Linked DNA regions of Zea mays: region 1 is linked to region 2. The links are chromatin contacts, called in public Hi-C maps. All regions are on one chromosome and are shown on one strand. The core of a region is the stretch at or near the end of the contact, and the rest is flanking DNA. Distances in the headings are between cores, read along the strand shown.

The links. Hi-C and Micro-C count contacts between places; a contact is called where the count stands out from the background.
Region 1: a Hi-C map of leaf shows a contact between it and region 2, with 2.4 times the contacts expected there. The contact joins the promoter of LOC100283733 here to the promoter of LOC100286187 in region 2. A contact is called at or near these places in 10 of 25 Hi-C or Micro-C datasets (bundle sheath, ear, leaf and 3 more).

Annotation. Positions count from the first base shown.
Region 1 is chr5:156,104,757-156,112,045 of Zm-B73-REFERENCE-NAM-5.0, forward strand. It overlaps LOC100283733, which reads right to left and starts at 3,039. Exons shown (of 16, transcript NM_001156632.2): 1 at 2,779-3,039; 2 at 2,621-2,670; 3 at 2,479-2,539; 4 at 2,103-2,198; 5 at 1,869-2,018; 6 at 252-383. The coding sequence starts at 2,922.
Region 2 is chr5:155,914,429-155,921,260 of Zm-B73-REFERENCE-NAM-5.0, forward strand. LOC100286187 (peroxisomal membrane protein PMP22) reads left to right here and starts at 5,331. Exons shown (of 7, transcript NM_001159075.2): 1 at 5,331-5,745; 2 at 5,853-5,951. The coding sequence starts at 5,620.

The DNA of each region.
Region 1 (7,289 bases), core at 1,789-4,288, 190 kb after region 2:
TCGAATTTCATCTTTTTCCAGGAAAAAGCGTCTGTTGGTGAAAAAAGTGAAGTTGGACAGCACCTTGGACCAAGACTAGCTGGAGCAAGATTGATTCACCTAGCACCTAAACATTTATTCTAGGTGTTTTCCCTATATTCTCCACTTTCCAATGTAAATATTCCAAAGGTGTAACAACCTCGAAACATTGCCTGGATGCGATCTAAACACCAATGATGATGAAATAAAAGAGTAAATAGGAACTTCTATACCTCAATGTGAGCTTCAGAACTGACATCATTAGCATACCGGATGAGAGCAAGCTCCAGATCAGATTTAATCACACGACATTCGGTTAAAATTGGATGAAGTGTAATTAAATCAGTATCAAAGTTCTCCATCCCCTAGCATGGAACAAAAACATAATGAATTATTTTGATAATTAAAGACATCTATTATCTATCCGAAAACACAGTATGTATCTAATTTTAACATATAATTTTGATAAATAGTAAATTACAATGGTGGTCCCCAAACTATTATGCCATTCTCATCTAGGTCCTCACACTACAAAATTGCATATAGGTCCCTGGACTATTTAAAAATCCCATCTAGGTCAAAAACAGCCATGTCCAAAATCCATTAGCTGACTGTGCTCCAGCGTGAAAATCGACATATGGGTGAATGGGTTTGCAGCTCATAATTACAGGAGTGGTCCCTACACTATCATGTGATTCTCATCCAGGTTCCAAACTATGGAATTATACATCTGGGTCACTAATCTATTAAAGTACTACAATTTTAGGCCAAATCAATTTCTTCATGCTCCATTCACCATTATGTGGCTGACCAAATAGGCTCTGAGCCTTTTCTTGTTGTTTAACTCCTTTGTTGTCTGCTTCTCATCTTATCTTGGAAAGGTGCTTAATCCAGCATGCACCTCCAAAGCAACTCGATTCACCAGCTGCCACATTGTGGCTACAAGGAGCTTGACATTAGAGATGTTGTTGCTTTCCACAGATATGAGAAGCAAAGGTCAAAGACTTCCATAACAAGCAAAGGCTCATAAGCCTATTTGGCGAGACATGCGACAATGAACAAAGCGTGAAGATGTTGCTTTGGACTGGGATTGCAGTACTTCGATAGATTAGGGACCTAGATGAGCAAATCCATATATTAGGACCTAGGTAGAATCACATGATAGTTTAGGGACCGACCCTATAAATATGAGCCACGGTCCCACATGTCGGCTTCATGCTGGAGTGCCTCATCAGCTAATTGATTGTGACATAGCTACTTTGGACAAGGATGGGATACTTAGGCCCTATTTGGGATAGCTCCAGCTCCAGGAAATTTGGTGGAGTTGGTGAAACAGGTCATTAGGTACTCCAGAAAATCGTGGAGCGCAGGTCATTAGGTACTCCAGAAAATCGTGGAGCGGAAGCTATAAGCCTTTAGAAGACATTTAGATAAGTCATTTCGTTTATTATTTAGATTAAAAATATTTTAAAAACTATTTAAATTTATATTATAAACTACAGCTCCATACTGAAGTTGGAACCTGGAACTATCCCAAACACCCCCTTAAAAAGTTTATTAGGGGTCCTAGATATGCAAATTTTTCGAGCCCCAGCCTCTGCATATTATGCGGGTAAGGCTTGGCGCTTAAAGATACCCTTCCCCAGACCCCGCACAGTGCGGGAAGCCTACGGCACTGGGTACGCCCTAGATATGCAATTTTATAGTTTAGGAGCCTGGATGAAAATGATATAATAGTTTAGGGACCACCAACGTAGTTTACTCTTTCATAGATCTGGAAAAAAAATACAAGTAATGCGTGAAAAAAATGGATTGTATGTTCTCTAGCACTTAAAAGGTACATTGTTCACCTCAAAACTAGCAGGCTTTGAGAAATTTCCAGAGTCAGTATTCCTCCCATGTAGCAGAAACAGAAGAGGCTTTCCATGGTTCCCGAAATGATCTTGCACAACCCTTGCAATCTCATCAACATAGAAGACCATATCAACCTTGTATGTATCCTGGTACATATTCATGAAAAGATTACACTAATTCAGAATGTAGCATAACTAACAAAGGATCAAATCCTCAGAAGAGGAAAATACCCTGAAGTACGACAAAGGTTTTATTTCACCCATCCAAACAGCATAGTCAGCTGGCAATCTTGGAGCGAACAAAATTGACTGTCCAGAGGCGATGTCCTTTGATAACAATCAAAAGAAAAATCAGTACATGACAAGCAGAAAAAGGAATCATCAACATGACATGATCCTACGATGAGTATTGTTAGTAGGACCAGTTGACATGTAGTGACTAAGCCATCAACAAATATATAAGCAGTAATAATATCAGCAGACTCAAGATATACGCCAAGATATTAAACAGGTTGAATGATGAAAGCCTGGTTTGCCGCTGTATTGACTGAAACAGGATCCACTTATATTTACAAAAATGGGGTGAAACAAAAGGAAGATAGCTCACAATTGCGCCGTAGAACCCTGGTTCCTGCACTCCAAAGAGATAGGCGAAGTAGCTCTCCTGCCTGCAACATTGCCCGATTTATGTCTGAACTTGAACATCCAAAAATACCGGCAAAACAAACGATTACGTTCAGCACGAATACCTGAAGAGCTCGAGGTGATCGGTGCAGTACCGTGTCTTCTCCTCCCCGCCCTTCACACAACGAAAACACTCCAAAATTTAAGTAGGCGCGACGATCAATCAGACCAGTAAATTTGAGGAGAGATAAAAAGGGGAGTGCCGAGTGGGAGTGGGACGGACCTGAAGGAGGACGAGGCCGTGGAGCGGGCGCGCGGAGGCGGAGATGTGGCCGCGGAGCGCGGCGACGAGGCGGTCGCGGTTGCCGGCGTGAAGCTCCATAGGCACCACCGGCGGGGCGAGGGAGGAAGTGGGGGAGGCCGCCATGGTTGGGAACCGCACTCCAAAGCTTGGCTGGGGGTCGTAATTTATTGGGAAGAGTTTGTGTGGGCCAAGTAATGCAACTGAAGAAAGCGAGCCCAACGAATAGGATTCGAATTGATTGAGATAAACCACTGTAGGCTTGCCTTTTTGTTCTAGCTCTGCTCGGCCCGATACCCATGAATAAGGGCATGTTTGGGAGGTCTCCCAAACTGGCTCGCTCTTGCTTTGGAAAGAGCCCTCTCAAACGATCTAAAAAAAGCTTTCAACAAAAAAATATGAAAGAGCCGAAGTCATTTTTATAGAGAGCAGCCGAAGCAAAAAAATTGGCTTCTAGCAGCTCCTCCTGTTACTCTCCTTCTCTTGTGTCAAGATAAGTCGTTTGCCAAATGATTTCTTAAAAACACTTGGTCCTATAGATAAGTTGTTATTGAAGAGAAGTTAGAGCCGAAGTCATTTTTAAAGAAGTCGGAGCTGTGCCAAACGGGGCCTAAATCCATACTTCCTCCGGTATAAAAAAACATGTCGACATGATACCATATACCAAAGCTGCGACGCAGTGGCAAAGGCACCGGAAAAGACATGATACCATATACCAAAGCGGTGGCACAGTGTCAAAGGCGCCGGAAGCGCTCCCGGCCAGGGTTCAAGCCCTAGGGGACACCTTTTTCCTAGGATTTTTTCAGGAATAGGGTACACACGTGTGTGCCTTCAGTGATATTGCGTGTGTTCACATACTAGAGGTTTAGACCTTTCAATCATTATAGTGTGTGGTGTGTAGTGGTGTGAGTGTGTGTGACGTCCTTGTACCCTATAAAAAACGATGACAATTGCAGGTCTTATTTTCCATTGTGCCCACATTAAATAGATGAATGTATTGATCTTAGGTACGAACACTTTGTAGCTTAGTAGGTGGTTTGAGCCATATTATTGATACTTTGGTTTTGTTTTCGAGTCCCCACTGTCACCGGATTTTTTTTATTGACACCAGCCCAGAGGAGAAAATCACCGGTGACCAGTAAACGATGCAAGTAAATATTGATAATGGCAACCATCAATGATGCCAGCAACCCACCACACATTCACCGGAGCCGAGGTATGGAGATGAATCAATGCATGCGGCGCTGGTTTATTAGCATGCATTCATGCAAGGTTATTTCAGTCCAAACATGCATTCAAATGGTACAATGTCAAGAATTAGTAGTCCATGATTCATTGCATAGAAGGATATGTGTTTTTATACCGGAGGGAGTAAAAATTAATAATAATTACGATTTTTTGAACAAGACAAGACAGTTAAATATGGGGTAAAAAAGTCAAACGAATTATAAATTGAAACGGAGGGAGTATATGGTAGAAATGTTACGTTCAAATGACTAGTAAACAAGTTTCAGATGCCGAGACGAATTCAATCAATATGTATGTTGGCATGGTGTTGTAATTCTTTTTGAAAGCAGCAAAGGTTGTAGTTTAGTATGTATGTTGGTCGGACCCCGCGGTTTTTAGCCAGGTTTTGGGTGGGTTTCATAGTTCCAACGAGTTTCGGGGCCCTGATGGGTTTCAGGTCCCTGCCGGGTGTGGAGCTAGGTTTTCCCGGTTATAGTCTTCGGGCTCAGGTTGGGTTTTAGTTTCGAGTTTTGGGTTCGGGTCCGCGCACTCGCCCAAAACCCGACCCATTGCCACCCCTAGCGGGTACGGGTACAATTTTCATTCCCATAAGAAAAACCCAGCCGGGTTGAGAATCTAAACTACACCCATACTAGCAGGTATAAACTTAAACCCAAACCCGCACCCTATAGGGTTTTTACCCATGGGCACATCGGTAAAATGTGCTTGTTCACATCCCAAACTAGATCCCAAGTTAAGTGGTTAGAGCGAGAGAGAATCGAATCAGGTAGTATGGAGAGAGAGTTATCTTTCACTTGTTGTTCAAATGGATGCAGAATTAACTTAGGGAACAACTCAAGTAATTTTGAATGAAAGATCCAAGCAAGAGAACTTAGAGGGGGAGGAAAGAACAAATTGCAACAAAAGAAAACAAACAAAGAGAGATACGCGATTTGATTTACTGGAGTTCAGTTCTAAAGAACATATGTCTCAGTTGAGGTGTCCCTAAGGATGGAGTCTCTTTCAACCCTCACAAGCGACTCCAATGATCAAGTTTGAGCCCTTGAATCTCCTGATGTGATAGACAAAGTTTCCGTAAGGCACTCCACAACTCGGAGCCTCTTGCTAGCCTTTACAATGATTGAATCACCAACACAAGAGCAAGAACACAGCAACACAAACCACAGCATAAACGAGGATCACACAAGCACACACTCTCTAGAAGGACTATCTCTAGCCTTATCTTCTCAATTGTGTTGCTTGTATCTCTTGGAATGGCTTGGAGGTGTTGCAAATATGTTTGAGAATGAAAGCACAACTCTTCTGATTTATCTTAGCCGGTTAAGGTGGTATTTATACCTCAAAAGCCCCTAATTAGCCATTAGGTGAGATTTCAAAATCTACACTTGCCTCGGGTGCACCAGACCTGTGTTGTACATGTTCGTTGTGCCACTAGACCTCCTGTTTGCCTGCACAATCAATGGAAAGCTGCCATGTCAAGTGCACCGGACCGATTCGGTGACCCACTAGACCTTGCGACTTCAGATGTCACGTCATGTAGTCATTAGAGTAGCACTCGACGGGTCTGGTGCACACTGGACTGGTCCAGCGTGCTGGGTCCTTCAGGTCTTTAAGAACACACCATTCTGTGTAAGTGGTCTGGTGCACCACCAGACTTGTCTAGTGCATCAGGACACCGAAGTCTCGCTGATGTCCTCTCTGTGTAAGTGGTTCGGTGCACTAGGCCACCGAGGTCTTTAACTGCCTTCACTATGTAGTCGGTTTGGTGCGCCGTAGATCAACTGAGTTAAGTCCAACTTGGGTAATTCTTCATCAGTATGATTTGGCTATCCTTAAGAGCATTCCTATGACTTAGACAAACATTTCTAGAGTTTGTCCAACTAGTCTAAGTGATAGTTCTTCACCTTTTGGCATCATCCAACTCATTTTCCTATTTTGGCTCAAACTAGGCTTCAAATGCACCTTTTCTACAATCTAAACATCATCCAACCCCTCTAAGGTGCTCAAATAAGTTCCTAAGGCCATTTAGAACTTATCCAAACTTGTGAACTAGTCATAGCTCACCTTATCCATGTTTTGCCCTTCCAAGCCTGTGTTTAAGCCAAATGTTGCATTGAATCCATCAATTTGAATCTTATGAACCTACACTCATACACTTAGCAAACTAGTTAGATCATAATGTTGTGTTGGTCATCAAACACCAAAACCACTATAAAAATGGCATATAGCACATTTCCCTTTCAGTTAGGGAGGCATTGAGAATGATGAAAGGGGGTAAGACATTGGGCTCTCATGGTATCCCAAATAAGGTATGGAGATGCTTCAAGAACATAGCTATAATATGACTAACTAAGTTGTTCAACCATATCTTCTAGTCGAACTAGATGCTTGACAACTAGAGAAGTATATTGGTGTCGATCTACAAGAATAAGGGTGGTATTCAAAGTTTTACTAATTACTAGGTGTTGGTGTTTCAAACCAAAACCGACATGTAAATTTGTGTATTCAAGTTCTGAAATTCAGATGGTATGCTTAGTGGGCGCAAGATTTATACTGGTTCGAGCGGAACTGAAAGTTCCCTTTGACCGAGAACATGATCTAGATGTCGTCTAAAGGGGGTGAATAGGCGAATAAAAAATATCATTTGAAAACTGAAAAACTTACTCTACTCGGCGTATTATTGCAACAGAAAGAATATCACGTCGAGTAGGTGGCAGTGGAAATGAAGTTCCTGTCTCAAAATATCCTACACTTCAAAGACAACTTATACCACAAATAAGTATTGAAGTGCAAGTATAAAAGCAATTAAGACAAAGAGACATACCACATCACAGAGCAGAACACACAAACGTAGGGATTTATCTCGTGGTTCGGCCAAGCTTGAAATGCTTGCTTAGTCCACGTTGGAGTTAGCCACACCTTGGCTTGGAGTATCTTACTCCATCCTCCATTTGCTCAGATATGTTAATGCGATAGACAGAACCTTCCACTATGCCGATGTTGGTTAGAACGATGCTGAGGCTGCTTACAATCTTCTTGATAGCACTCCGGTAGAGTAACAGTTCGCTCAAGATCTTGCGCTAGCTCTTAGCAGCACTTCTCTCTCTAATGGCTTATAACTTCGCCACTACGAAAACTAGAGAGATAAACATAAGAGGGAGAGATAAAATTGATCATGATGATGTATACACTTGTTGGCCACACTTGTATATTGAATATGGGTGCCTAGGTGTCTCTTTTATAGC
Region 2 (6,832 bases), core at 4,081-6,580:
AAACACCGAAGTCCAGCTCAACTTACTTGACTCAGCTGCTACGACAGCCGCTGCGATGCCTCCCTCAGCCACTGGGACATGGTGCCCGCCACGTCCTCAGCGGCAGCGGCTGTCAAAATCTCGCTGCTTGCGCAGAAGGCGGCCCACGGGTCCTGCACGGTTCCCCTCGCCCTTACCACCACCGATGGCGAAGTGGTCGCCACCAAAGGCGGGACAACAACCATTTGTCCCTCGCCCGGCCCTGCAATACATCACCGGTCAGAAGACCCCCACAAAAAAAAACTTACCAACAAAATAGTCCTCCACGCTGATATTCGTTCCGAAGTCGGCAACACGTTTCCCCGGCGAGGGCAGCTCCCGTACTTTCGCAGCCTCGACCGGGGGAGGCTTGGTCCCGCCAGCGGCGGCTGTCTTCGCGCTCGCCGACGACTTGCCGGATCCGGGCGCGGCCGGTTTTGCAGCCGGCATCGGCTGGCTGCTGCCGGGGGCCACAGCCTTCGCGCTCCCCCGCGCTCTCTTCGCCTCACGTCTAGGATCTGCGATCCTGATAACCGCTTGGCGCTTCTGCGCAGCGTCTTGACGGTCCTTGTTCATCATTGCCGACACAACAGCAGCAATATTTCGTCCGTAAGGGAAAATCCTCAAGCCACGAGCTATACGAGACGTAGACATGTCTTCGCCCTTCGCCCAGGGGATCGGAAGATTCTTTGGCCATCGACCCCCGGTAACCTCCAGCATTCGCGTCGAAGACTCCCGGAGCTCGGGCGAAGATATCCTTCCCCTGGGGGCCACGCATGTCCCCATCAACTCCACAGCAAAAATATCAGACACCCCCATTCCCCCACCGTAGTACCTAATTTCCTCCTCTTAGCGACCGGGGCAGCATCCTGCGAAGGCCCTTCGTCGGTCCCGCCCATCAGTTTCTTCCCGCGGCGGTCGGCGGCGTCTTCCCCGGGATAACCACCGTACGACAACCGGTTCAATCCGAAGACCCGATTCAACCTGTCATTGGACCCACGGATATCCTAGCTCTGCAGACCCTCTGTCTTCGGCACGTAGCGCCCCACGATCCTCGCCGCACCGTCTTCCGCTTCATGCACGAATGCGGCGGGATCTCGGCCACGCAAATCCAGTGCGAAGGCAGGACTTCGCACCAGCTGCCCGCCCCGGGAGGGCATCTCGCGAGGGCATACTTCGCCCAGCGCTCAGCCATGCGCCAATGGCCATACCCCATACCCGACAAATTCCTCAACAAGATCGCGCCCGCTACTCATGCGGGCAGCGCACCGAAGGGCTCCTTCGTCTTCATCATCCTCCGCTACCTCAAACTGCGGGTACACTACGTAATAATGCGAGCACATGATGGCCACGGGGAGCCCTGGGTGGTCTTCGACTGTGCCTTCGGAAACGTAAAACCAGAATTCCCACCAGTTGCCCTATTTATTGCGGGCGCAAGGAACCAACTCCACGACTTCCATCGAAGTCTTGCCGGTCTTCGGCGTAAATGTGCACGATCCAAATTGTGTAATCTCATGTCCAATTTTCCTCTTTTGCCAATACAGACAACAATGTTTTGCGAAGACTTCCACAGAGGGCTGACTGCCATACGAAGTCGTCGCCCAAACATACTTCGCCAGGGCCACCACGGCATTCGGCGTCAGCTGGTGGACCTGGACCTCGAATCTCCGCAGGACCTCCGCCACGAATCGATGCGCAGGCAGACGAAGGCCAGCGGCGAAAAAAGCCTCAAAAACGACCAACTCCCCTTCTGGCTCGGGGACCTCCTCCGCCCCCGGGACACGCCCCACTCCGCTGCCAAAATATCCAAGCTATTGCATATCTTGCACGTGGACCGAGGACATCCGCGACACGCCAAACTCCACTGTATCACTAGGACGCAACTCCTCCGCCGCCACGTTGCTTAGTGTATCCTCGGACGATGTGCCGGCCGGCGGCGTATCGGCAGCAGAAGAGGAAGAGGACGGCATGGCTACGTACCGTCGGCGGCGGCGGGCGGTCTGCTTCACGCGGGCCAGATCTCCGATGAGCGGGAGCAAGGAGGGCAGGCGAGCGATCAAACGGTTTCAAGAGCAGGCTAGGGTTTTATGGCACGCAGAAAGAGTACCTGACCCGCGCCGCCCGCCCCCTTTTTATACATAGGACGCGACGCTTCGGGAAACCCGCAGTCCAACAGTGCCGCGTCCGTCAACGGTCACATCAAAAACCCACACGGAACCACTTCGAGCGAGGGCAGCGTCTCCACCATCTAGCGACGTCTTCGGCACCAGATGACTTAGTCGAACTGGTCCCTCGGAGGGCAAATGTTGGGCCGAAGGCGAAGACGCTACCCTTCGCTCGATGCCTTCGCCGATCTCGCCGCACCAACGGAGGCGAAGCGACCGGCAGTTTCCACCCTTCGTCCGACACGCCGCAAGACGAAGGCCCACGACGAGGTCGCCCCGTCTCGTGTCCTCGTCCAACACGAAGGCCCACGCGGAATTCGAACCATTGTAACAGGCCCCGCGCGGCTGAGTGTATTACGGGCCCAATTTGTAAAGGCTTTTCTGTAATGACAGTCTGTAACCCTGCTTTATGGGAATATTCCGGGGATGACCTAGGCGCTTGAGGGCACATGCGTCCTTAATCCAAGACGTTGGGTACTCAGGCACCTATAAATACCCCCGCACAGTGCCCTTGAGAGGCTAGATTAACAGAGCAATTGCCTTCCTGAGCCGAAACCTTGTTTGCATTACTTTCACTCCCCCGTTGGATCAACTAGCTCGGGAGAGCAAGTTCCAACATCTAGCTCGGGAATATTTGAGCATGTAATATTATTCACCTCTACCATTACCAATCCATTAAACATAAAGAGGATGTAGGATCTTATGCATTTGTAGCCCAAACCTTTGTAAATATCCCTTGTGTTGATAGCTAAGTCAGTACCTAGGATCAACGTGCCTTCAACTTGTGTTGTGCTCTATCCTTCATTCAACAATCCTCTCGGGTACCTATAATACTTCGATGTCATTATATGACATCGGTGTGTATACATAGGGAGTGTGTGTATGTCTATGAGTGTTTATGATGCTTAACAAGAATCAAAGTTAGGATGGTCAATCCAATAAGGGAATGTATTAGGTGCAAAACAACCCATTGGTGCAAAACGTGCAAACCAACACAAGAATGAAAGTGGGAGGACCTTTTAAAAAACATATTTCAAAACAACCCTTCAACCTCTTTGTGGATATTTTTAAAAGGTCCTCCCATCTCTATTCTTATGTTGGCTTGTACAGTTTGCACCAATAGGTTGATGTGCACCTAAGACATTTCCATCCAAGAAAGACAAAAGTTTAGGGGTGCAAAATAAGTACTCCTAGAAATAAAAAAACTAGAAATATTTCTCCTTTTGCAACATAGGGCTAGTTTGGTAGGGCTCCTCCTCAACCTAAAGTGTTCCTCTAGAGGACTAGGAGCACTTGAGAAGGAGCCAATTTTGTGTCTTTGTATCCTAGCCACGAAATGGCTTTGGCTTCCTACTATTCACCATAAAATGCTTCTCCTCCTATAGTTTTTGCTAGGTCTCCTCACGCTCGCACAAGATGCTATCCAGGCTAGAGACGGAGTCGTACCAAACATGCCCTTAAAAAACTTCACGGGGCGTTTGGATCCCTTCATTTCAGAGAATTGGAATTCACTCAATAAAGTAACTTATTTAGTTTGGAATTTGATATTCCACCACTTTCCAAAGTTCAGATATAAGCCTATCTCAAATTCATGGGGTGGAGGATGGAAAATTATTTTATGCATTAGTAGAATTTGATTCTACTCTGTAACTTACATGACGTTCTTCGTCTCACTCATCTATAGTAAAAATGTAGCACATAAATATCTCCGACATCTTGCTAATAATAGCATACAAATATATTTTGCATAAAACTGAATTAGCTTAATTGATATATGCCAAAATTACTATTGTTAGAATGGAATTTAATTCTAATGATCCAAACGGAGCATCAGGGATAATTTAGAAAACATGTTTCATTTGCCTCAAATTGGAATGAAATTAGGGAGAATGCAACATTGTGGTGTATGAGTATGCATGGTATAGTTGTCAATGGTGAAATTTTATTCTTTTGTGGGGAGGTTTATTGGATGCATTCTATAGTTAGAAATAATTGAATTTCATTTTCTCAAGTGATAAAAAATCTAGGTGAAATTGAACTTTATTTTTTCTTTTTTATCTAAGAGGCAAATAACTTTCATAAACATTTGTAAACAGTTCAAACTAGCTTTATTCTCATAAAACTTATTCCATTACATAAAATTTTAGCCATCCCTCTTTATTAATATTGTCATATGTTAATATACTTCTCCGTTTAAAATCATATATGCATGATGTATGTCTAGATTCATAACAAACTAGTTTTTTACTCATGCTTCGCTATGGTTTCTATATATCATATAGGCAAACATTGTTGAAATAAAATAGTTATTCAAACACGATCTAAACTTATAGATTGGTTGAGTGCGAATGGCGAGGTATGTGGTGCGGGATTAGATAAGATAAAGTTTTTCTCTTGCTTTTTTCATGCTCGTGACATCTGAGACAGCGAGGGAAGAGGTAATGGACCATAGATGACTAAATGGGTTGTGTCTAGCGGGCTGGCCTAAGGTGCACCCTATTTAATAGTGCCACGATCCAGCCCCATACGATTTAAATTGTGCTGTGCTTGAGCTGCCTTCTTTGCTCGCAGTGCCGAGCCGATCCGTCATAATTTTTATTTTAAATTTTTTAATATATATATATATATATTTGTAGTGCCATGAATGTGTAATTTTTTTTGATTTTTTGCTGGTGTGTGGGGTGAAATTGTTTTCCGCGTGTGGAAGGGGGACGAGCACACGTGGGGAGAAGAATGACACATGAAGGAAGAAACTCCTACTAGAGATGTGATGCAAAAAATAAAACAATTTATAATTTAGAACGAAAAGAGTATTTGCTAAGTTATTAAAAGTTACTCACTCCGTTAACCTATTTTTTCCGTGAATATAGATATACATAAAAAATATATTTATATGTTACTTAATATATAAATATATGATTAGTTTAAAACAAATTATATTTTAGTATGAAGTGAGTAATAGATTATAATTTAGAGCGGTAAAAATATTTATTCAGTTATTGTAACTCTCAAATCTGAGGGGCCTAGACCTCCCAATAGTTTCCAGAGAAATAAAGCCCAACATCTAAACTGGGCCATCAAAACCCGGTCCATACAAGCGCATTGGTTGGGCCTAATAAAAGCGCCAACTGCATATCATCACCTATCACCTGTCAGGTTGTTAGTGGGGATTAACTTTAGAAGAAGGGATTAACTTCCTCTGGCCCACACGTCAGCCACCACGTGCATCGTCCGGCCGGTGAGGGACCACCGCGGCAGCTATCCTCGGCGCCGCGCTCACGATTCCGGAATCACTCCCCACGCGATTCGATCCTCTCGCCGGCCCAGGCATCGTAGAATCCCCCCACCGAAAAAAATCAAGCGGGCATACAAAGAGCGCGTGCGCAGTGCTTGGAATAGGTGGGTCGAACTTCGAAGGGGTTCGAGGACTTCAGCTATGGCATCTGTGGGACGTGCAGGACGAGGAGGGAAAGGAGATGGAGGGAAGGGAGAAGGGTCGCTGGCTCGCAGGGCGTGGAGGCAGTACCTGCTCCAGCTCCAGCAACATCCTCTCCGCACAAAGGTTTTCTCTTTTGGTCATGTTCTTGGATTTTGTTCACTCTTTCGGTTTCGGGAATCGGTAGTGGGGGATTGTTGAAGTGGGTTGCTTTGGTTGGCTGCCACGCGTAGATGATCACGGCGGGGTGCCTCGCCGGCGTCAGTGACTCCGTGGCGCAGAAGCTCTCTGGGTTCCAGAAGATTGAGAAACGCAGACTCCTGCTCAAGATGGTAAGGACGCTGCCTTGAATTTAGTTTCTGGTACATACAGATGCAGTTACTGGGGCAACTGCATCTTTCCTTGTTCATTCATTGGGAGAATAGAACATTTAGTTATATCAGAATAGAATCAGTTTATGGTGATATACTGATTTATAATGTAATGGGAATTCCCTAGATCAACTCAACTGTAATTTCTGATATACTGATATGTAAAGTACGGGCAATTCCCTAAATCAGCTCAATTATAATCTTGCTGTTCTAGCCTCTAGGAGTGAGTAGCTCTATTAAACTGGTTCTAGGGGAAATTCTTGGGAGGACGTGGAGGTGCAGTTGAAAGATGTATTGCTTGAATTCTAGTCATTCAGCAACTAGTTCCAGTTCAGCTGTTGAGTTGCAGCAATGTGAATGTCATCTCCTTTGGCTCTGTATCACTGTGTGATTTATGTTGTCGTAAGTTGAAGTTGGAGATAATTTGTTGGGGAACGATAGAACTTTTATGGTTTCTTAATGTTGAGTGAAGCATGAATCGTTAGTTTACACTACCAAATGAATGTTGCTACTTATTCAGAATCATGTATGATTATCTGGCCATTTTTCAAAACAAAAATCCACACCACAATTTCACTTTTGGGTTATCTGCTAGTTTCCTCTGCCAAATTTTGTAAAGATGATCTGCAGCCCAGTTATGTAGGATTTCTTCTATGAGGTTGAGGCTCTTTTCTTTTGCGAAGAGAGTGTCTCACTGGTGGTCTCATGTCTTGTCATGCTTTCAAAAATATTTTAGGAGGATATTGAGTTTGAGTCCAAATGAAACTGAAAGACATTTCACAGTTAACTTAAGCTACGGTCTATAATTTTTTTACTTTGTTTCATTGATCGCCAAGAAAGAG